Regions from separate parts of the Mus musculus genome. Here region 1 is linked to region 2. Evidence: chromatin contacts called from public HiChIP or PLAC-seq data. All regions are on one chromosome and are shown on one strand. Each heading gives the region's core, a stretch centred on a gene start, on an enhancer-like site or on the middle of the called end of the contact. The rest is flanking DNA. Distances are from core to core; before and after follow the strand shown.

What was found. HiChIP or PLAC-seq counts read pairs in DNA pulled down with a chosen protein or histone mark.
Region 1: a contact with region 2 is called in an H3K27ac HiChIP or PLAC-seq map of trophoblast stem cells, with 49 read pairs. The contact joins two enhancer-like sites. A contact is called at or near these places in 21 of 484 Hi-C or Micro-C datasets (the N1E-115 cell line, the Patski cell line, cerebral cortex and 14 more), 14 of 115 datasets of contacts at active chromatin or transcription factors (a beta-TC-6 cell line, cardiomyocytes, craniofacial prominence and 8 more) and 2 of 9 other capture datasets (embryonic stem cells and embryonic tail).

Annotation. Positions count from the first base shown.
Region 1 is chr7:6,911,753-6,915,590 of GRCm38.p6, forward strand. The region is part of intron 2 of Usp29 (ubiquitin specific peptidase 29); the gene reads left to right. Among named protein-coding and RNA genes, the nearest start is that of Zim3, 63 kb to the right of the region's middle. Within about 2 kb of position 2,124, at least 92 of the 459 cell types and tissues checked have an H3K27ac peak or open chromatin away from gene starts, as enhancers often do. A contact at or near this core is called in differentiating embryonic stem cells, extraembryonic ectoderm, muscle stem cells and 3 more, where this site is marked.
Region 2 is chr7:6,774,765-6,778,901 of GRCm38.p6, forward strand. The region is part of intron 2 of Usp29 (ubiquitin specific peptidase 29); the gene reads left to right. Among named protein-coding and RNA genes, the nearest start is that of Mir3099, 27 kb to the right of the region's middle. Within about 2 kb of position 2,672, at least 67 of the 459 cell types and tissues checked have an H3K27ac peak or open chromatin away from gene starts, as enhancers often do. A contact at or near this core is called in differentiating embryonic stem cells, extraembryonic ectoderm, muscle stem cells and 3 more, where this site is marked.

The DNA.
Region 1 (3,838 bases), core at 874-3,373, 140 kb after region 2:
AGCCATCCCACAGACACAGGGCCAGCCACACCACTAGACTAGAGTCTGCCTCCCTACTCACACACACTCACACTCCCTCTCTCCCTCTGAAATCCACAGCTCTGTGTCACATGACCGACACACAACTGCAGAAGACCTGGGGAGGAGGCGCCATCCCTACCCCTATCTGAACAGAGGAAGGGAGACCCCCAACAGCTGGGTTGAATCGCTTGCCAACGTCAGAGAACAAGACTTACTGAAGAATTTCTCCCTCTTGGTGACTGAGTGACTGGTGACTAAGGCCATCTGGGAGGGGCTGCTGGCAGAGCTGTCCTTATAGGCTGCAGGAATCTAGATTTAAATATATATATGCATATGTGTGTGTATTTGTATGTATATGTATTTGTATGTGTATATGTATATATGCATATTTGCATGTGTATGTACGTGTATGTGTATATGTGAGTACACTTGCGTCTACATGGATATATACGTGTGTGTATGTGTGTATGTACTTATGTACATATATGTATACATGTATCTATATGTGTACATGTGTGAGTTTACATATGTATTTACATGTGTGTATATGTGTATTTATGTATGTATTTATGTGTATATGTGCCTGCATGTGTATGGATGTATATATGCATACATATATGTGTATGTATACATACGCATGTGGATATATGAGTATAAACCTGGATTTACATCTATCTATATATACGTATATGCATACGTATATGTATCTGTACATGTGCTTGTTTATGTTTGGGTGTATGTGTATGTATATTTGTGTGTGTATGTGTATGTGTACACATGTGCATATGTGTATGTGTATGTTTGTGCATCAGTATATGTGTATATATATATGTAGGTATAATATGTATGTGTATATGTGTTGTGTGACACTATTCCTGGGGAGCTGTGACGAATGTCTGCTCACCCCAGATAGGGAGCCAAGGGCAGAACAAAGTAGGGACACCACCAAAGTCCCATTTGGTGAATCAGTGAGTTGTATTGGGGCTACTCACAGGAGTGTGTGTGAGGGGTTAGTTATAGAAGCAGAAATGACTCAAAAACAGCTTCATCATCTAAGCCCACCCCAGGATGAGGACAGCTCACCAAAGCTGAGAGCCTGGAGTTCACTGTGCAGCCTGAGGGCAGCCCAGCAAATTAGACAGTGTCCTTTCTGGGTAGCTCCACTAGTCTCAGCTTCTTCAGGCAGCTCAGCTGGCCTGAGAGTGTCTCTCTTCAGTCCTTACTGCTCATCCATGCTTGGGGAGGGAGGGGTCTAGTGAATCTTAGTCGTTTTCAGTAACTTCTTGATGCCTTTTTGTTGTTTCCTTCCTGGGCTGAACAAGCTTCCCACAAGATAGAATATTTTCTTTCCCTGTAGAACTTTTGATGTCTTAAGGTATTTCCCTCCAAGATGGAAGGTTTTAACCTCGGAGGGAGCTCCTACACAATACTGTGTGTGTATATGTGTGTGTTTGTGTGTGTGTATGTGTGTAATATGAGGAGAAAATAGTACTGGCTGAAGAGGGCTAAGGTAGGCAGGAAGGGTAATCAGAGAGTGAGTACAAGCCAAGTACAAAGACATATGTATTAAAATGCTGTAATGAAACCCATCGTTTTGTTGTTCACAAACTTAAAAACAACAATAAAAGAGAAGGCCCCAGGAGCCGTTCTTGATACCAGAATCCTGTGGACCTTGGATTTTGTGTTTATTTGCTTCCGTCGTGTCTCAGTAAAATGCGTCCTGTCCCTCTAACTGTAGCTGAAGGAAGCCCCAGGGTTCTCTGCTCAGAGAACGTAGGGGGACTGACTCCATCTCTGACTTCAGGCAAACCTGTGCCTCTGCCCTAAGCCCACCATGGTGGGTGGGGTCCTTTGCTGCAGGAAAGCTGGCAGGCAGCCCGGCTGTCTCGGGCAATCTTCTCCCCCGACTCAACTCCAGCCCCTCCTTTCGGTCAAAGGGGCTTCTCAGAATTTGCTCCATGGAGGTGGGAGCTGCCGCTTTCACGGGTGACCAACTTTACCCGTGATCGTGATGATCGATCAACAGCTTTCCTGTCACCAACAGGTCTGCAGCTGCTGCCGCTGGGCAGGGCGGCCAGTTCTGTCCCCTGCTGCCTGCCTGCCAGCAGAAGCCCCGGGCGGGTCAGAAGCAGTTTGACATACCGCAGCGGCCAACACAGCTGTTGAGGGGGGATTAGCTGCAGGGAAAGCCGATCCAGTGACAAATGGTTTAGGTATGTCCGCCCCTGGGAAATGTGATCTCCACGGTTTGCACTATAGAAACTTGTTTGTTTCAAAAGATGAGGAACATGTTTGTTGTCTGTGTCTCCAGAGAAATCACAACGTTGACAGCTCTGGATATACCCAAAGAGACAGAGTACAAAAAAACCAATTACACGTAGGCTGCGCTCATAATCAACAAATGCTGGTTTGGGAATTGCTGTGTGAAGATTCCTCTCGGCAGCCTGCTCAGAATGTACGTCTGGTGACTTCTGAGATGTCACAGTCATCACCCACAATTACTATGTAATAAAAACACTTCCCCAAAGGAAGATATATCCACAAGCACTACTCCTCACGGGAGGAAGCCTGCAGCCGCAGGAGCCGGAGATGTAATCACAAGTTTATCAATATTTCATTTTCTTTGCACGAAGCTGATAAGCATTCATAGCTCCGGGTGTGATGGGAATGTAGCGAGATTTACATCTTTCAACTTTCTAGAAGACAGTGAGGGGGTTGTAATAAGGAAACATGGCCCAGTAAGATGGCTCTGAGGTAAAATGTTTGCCATGCAAGCCTATGACCTGGGTTTGATCCCTGGGTTTCACAGTGGAAGGAGAGAACTGACTCCTCAAAATTTTGAGGCCTTTTGTGGCCTTCCACTGGAATGTGGTCGGCTTCCCAGGGCTATGCTCATAGAGAAAACTGGCCCCTTCTCTCCCAGCAACGATTAATTAACTGCCAATAGCCCTTCAGCTAAGGGTGGGAGGACTCCATGCCTACCTCCTCTCTCCAAGAATATTTGGGCAGTGCAAAATGGACTTGATGGACTTTAAAACAAGCAAGCAAGCAAACAAACAAGACACAAAGTTGAATGGACAGGGAAGGAGCCTGGATGTGGGAGGAGTTGGGGGAGAAGGTGATACGAGCAAAACATGTTGTACAAAATCTGCCCGCCCCCTGGAAAGAATAGGAAAAATATATATTAAAGACAAAACAAGTGTCCTCTGATCTCTTCATACATGCCATGGAACATGTGCATTCACACATAGACAGACAGACAGGCAGGCAGGCAGGCAGACACACACACCCTGTACATAAAAATATAAAAACAGAATCAATAAATTAAACAGCAAAATAGGCATGAAAAGTGACTGAGCAATAAAAGCCCCCAAGACCGATGAACTGAGTTGTACATCCAGGACTTTTATGGTGAGAAGAGAGAGAGAATTAACTCCAAACAATAATCCTTTGACCGCTATACATTCACCACAGTGACTCAGTACTTGAGAACATTGGCTGCTCGTCCAGAGAACCCAGGTCCACTTTCCCCGCACCAACTACTTGTCACTTCAATCCAAGGGACCTGACACCCTCTTCCAACCTCTAAGAGCACCCAGGCACATGTGTGGTGCACAGACACACATGCAGACAAAACACCCATCCACACGTAGAATGAAAAATTTTTAATTTTAATTAAAAAAAATAGAATAAGGTGGTTGTGTCCACAGTTTAGAAAGATGGCTTTGGCCTTGATCTGTGAGGTGGAAGACGTTGCCATTGAAGTCTGAGGACAGAGTATAGAAAATAGCCAAATGTATCTTCCCTGTACACAGTG
Region 2 (4,137 bases), core at 1,422-3,921:
CAGTATCAGCATGAAGTCTCACCCCAGCAATGGTGACAATTTTCCCATGGCTGCACAGACAATCATTACCTTTTCAGTTTCTTTGCTCTGTATACTCCTCCCAAGACACTCAGACCATGTGCATCTGGGGAAGAATGTCATGCCAGGGAAGTAGGGCTAGAAAGAGTGGCTGGTACCTCTCTGAGGAATCACTCAACAGGCCCCTGTGTTGTTGAAGGTCTCTTGTAATAGTCAAGGATACTCTAATTGAGATGGTAGAGTGAGGATTCCCATTAACATCTCTTAGTTGCAAGGAAGAGAAACCATTTCAGATAGGTTCATTAGCCAGGATAGCAAGATGGACTAAGCTCATCACAATGCTACGTTTTTTAAAAATATGGTCTCATAGCCCAGGCTGGCCTCAAAGTCACAATGTAGCCAAGGAATCTTAGAACTCCTGTTCTTCTTGCTTCTGCCTTCCCAGTGCTGGCATTTCAGACAAGCCCCACTCACTCCCATGTTCATGAGGTGCTGGGAAGTGAGCCCAGAGCTTCCTGGGCAAGCTCTCTACCAATGGACCCACATCTCTACCCTGTATTGTTCTCTACTTTTTTTCTCAGTTGAACTCAGCTAGGATCTCCTCAGCTCACAGCAGGGTGACCCCTGGGAGGTCCAGCTCCACAAGCTGTGATGGTTAGTGCTAACATGAAGAACTGTCTAGATCAGGTAGGCCTCTAGGCATGTCTGTGGATTGCCTTGAGTCTGTCATTGGCATGAGAACATTCCGTCTAACAGTAAGTGGGACCAGTCCTTGTGCTTGGGTCCTGGACTGTATAGGAGGGGAGAAAGTGAATACCAGCTAGCAGGCATTAACTCATCCCTCTTTGAATATCATGCGACCAGCTGTTTCAAGTTCCTGCTTCATTGGCTTCCTACTAGGATGGATTGTTGCCTGGAGTAGTGAGCTAAACTAAATGCTTTCTTTCCAAATTACTTTTGTCCGGGCATTTTATCATAGCAATAGAAACTAAAGTATAACATAACCTTTTTAGAATCCAGAGCAGACTGCTGCTCCCACCACAAACCCCAGAGAAGCCACACCCTTCTGGGAGATACTGACAGGTGTCTCTTGAGAGCATCCTCTGAGAAGCTAACAGATTTCCAGATGCCAGTGTCTCTAGCCACGGAAGTAAGTTTACATCAAAGAAGGTACAGGGTATTGACACATCCTGCTCCCCACTCTCTCTTTTAGCTCCTGATGGGGGAATCAGTGAGCATGGCTGTGAACCCCCAACCTGTTCTCAGGAAGGACCCTCAACTCCACCACAAGGGCCTGCTTTTCTCTTCAGAATTTCTACTATGTTGTGCCTTAATGGCACTAGGGACCAGAATCTCCTGTGTTCCCACCATACTGTTGTTTATCTGTCTGCCTGTGCCATTAATACCTCTCCCAACAAACTTCTTAGCCCATAACAATCATTGTCAGTGTCCCCTTGAGAACTTTCACGCCTCAGCAAGAAGCACAGGTCGGGCTCTGGTGACCTTGGCTGGATCATGTGTGTGAGCATCCCAATCCTAGATTCAGCTAAGGACTCAGCTCTGCTGAGCTTTAGGAAATGAGAGCCAGGGAAGAAACTACCTCAGAGGAAAGCCACTAAGCATTTGGCAGGAGAAGAGGACATATGGTGTGGGATCCATCGTAGCTATTCTAAGGAAGGCCTGCTGGGGTATTCAGATGGTGGGATCCTCCTATTCAGCCCCATCGCTGTGTTTTCCCTCTTCTCTCTGATATTTTTGGTGGCACGGCAAATATTTTCTGCCTGCCTCTTTCTATGAAACACTCAGCAAAAGTGGGAGGTGAGCCACAGCTTGTACTTATTTGGGCTTTCCAAACGCGTGGCACGGTTCTGTGTGCTTTGCATCAACTCTCCTACTTGGTCCTCGCCACCCATCCTGGAAGGCCTTTTACATATTTACTATCATGCTCATTTTTACCCAGGAAGACACTAAGGACCAGAAAGGGCTTATAACATGCCTTGGGCACACAGCTAGTTGCCTGTGGGGCTGGGATTGGGGGTGGGGGGAGGCGGGGTCACTGCATAGATTCCAACCTCAGCTAACACCTGCTGTATTGTGTCTCTGAAATTTGATTCATTTTGACAGCTTTCTCATGCAATCCATGATTACGAGGAGGGTAGTCATGTACCCTCCTCGTAAGTGGTGTCTCAAATGGCAGCCATTGTGCATTAAAATCATTTTTTTTCAGTACATGGACAATTTTTTCAGTACATGCTTCACAAAAATGTATGTCTTTCCCAATGTGTGATCATGTAGGACTCTACATGGTAAAATAAATGGCCCCAACAGATTTCACTGCAAGCCTCACCCTGCCGAGGAAGGTTTTTCAGTTAATACACATGGCCAATGCATGGAACAGCAGGGGCCCCTGCTTGGCTTGGAGGACTGAGGATGACAGAGTTCTCAAACCAGTTTCAGCAAGGGTGTGTGTTGGGGGGGAGAATTTCTTGGCTCCAGGAACTGGCTGTCAGGGAGGAGAGGGTGTAGCTGTCCTGGGGTGATGGAATGTAGCCAGCAGCTGTCTCTTCTCTATTTGAGCCTGTACACTGGCAGGGCACTGTCACGCAAAGCTTCCCCATAAGAGCATGGGGATAGATGATCACTCTCAGGTCATTTATCTGTGTGAGGAAGGCCAGCTTCCTTTGCACCTAGAAGAATAGCCTTAGCTGGCCTGCTGTGGGTCATGCACTCCCAAGCCATGGCTAGCCACACAGATTGTGTATTATACTAGGCCGATCTGTGGTGGGGATACAGGTAGAGAGATATGGTCCTGGCAAATCAGGAAGATGGCTAGTTTCTCTAAGGATTAGACAACATAAACGGAACACAAACATCAAGTGCCTTCTAAATGCTGATGCTTAGAGAGTCAAAAGCAGCCACAGAAGCGTCTCCTTCTATGAAGAGTAGTGAATGCAGACACTCACAACTGCCCAAGATGCAGAAAATAAGAGACCCGTCTCAGCCTTAGGTGGCTTCTACCCCCCTCTCTAAGGCTCAGTGAACAACTTCCAGGAGAGGGAGGAGGGGAGCACATCTGAACTGAGAGATAAGAATAAACTGTGAAATGCCATTCTCTGGATTCCACACAACCATTAACTCACAGCGACTGTGAATTCCTGCGCTCTACCCCCACAAGACCAGCTCTGTCAACCATCAGTCAGGGGAGGGGGAGGCCCTCCTTTTATGTCAAAACTACTGACTATTGATAGACTCTGGGATGGGAGTGGGGATCACCATCTTTGGTTGTGTCTCCTCTGCTGAACCTGCCAGACTCCCATAGCTTCAAACCTATAGTCTCACACGTGGCCCTGATTAATCTCAGTGGGTCACAAACAACATAAATAGATATGATGTGACAGATTTGTGGGGAGGGGACAGGGCAGATAGGTTTGATAGAAAGGTTGGGGTTACAAGTACTCAGCTTGCACTACATACATGTTCAAAAGTGCTTTATTTTCCTAACAGTAAACATCTACCTTCCGCATAAAGTCTTATTCTTGTGGGGTCTGGTAGGGGGAGGGGAGAGGGGATGAGGATCTCCTTCAAGGAACAGCTAAGGTTGTTGAGGCCCCAAGTGGAGCATAAGATTGCTAAAAAGGGTAATGGTGTGACTGAGTATTTTGTGAGGTTAGAAACGTACAGAAGTCTAAGGGTCAGAGACAGAGACATCAAACATGCATTCTACCTAGGGTATATAAGCTATAGTGATGGCTGTAAGACAGGGCTCCAGAGGAAGCCACAAAGAGCTATACATTTACCTTGAGCTTGACCCTGGGGGTCCTGGTACATTTTAGGTGGGTATACCAATATAAAGTGTTCACTTAAAAAAAACAATATCACATCTATTTTTTAATTTTGTGTATATTGTCTAGGTGCATGAGCATACAGGACACTAGTGAAAGTCAGAAGACAGCGCGTGGGAGTCAGTTCTCTCTTTCCACCAGGGCTTGAACTTTAGTCCTCAGGCTTGGCAGCAAGTGCCTTTACCTTCAGCCATCTCAATGGCTACCAGTATTTTAAAGACCCACAAAATTACCTTGTGCTTTGGAAGACAACCTCAACCTCTCCACCTTGGTGCTT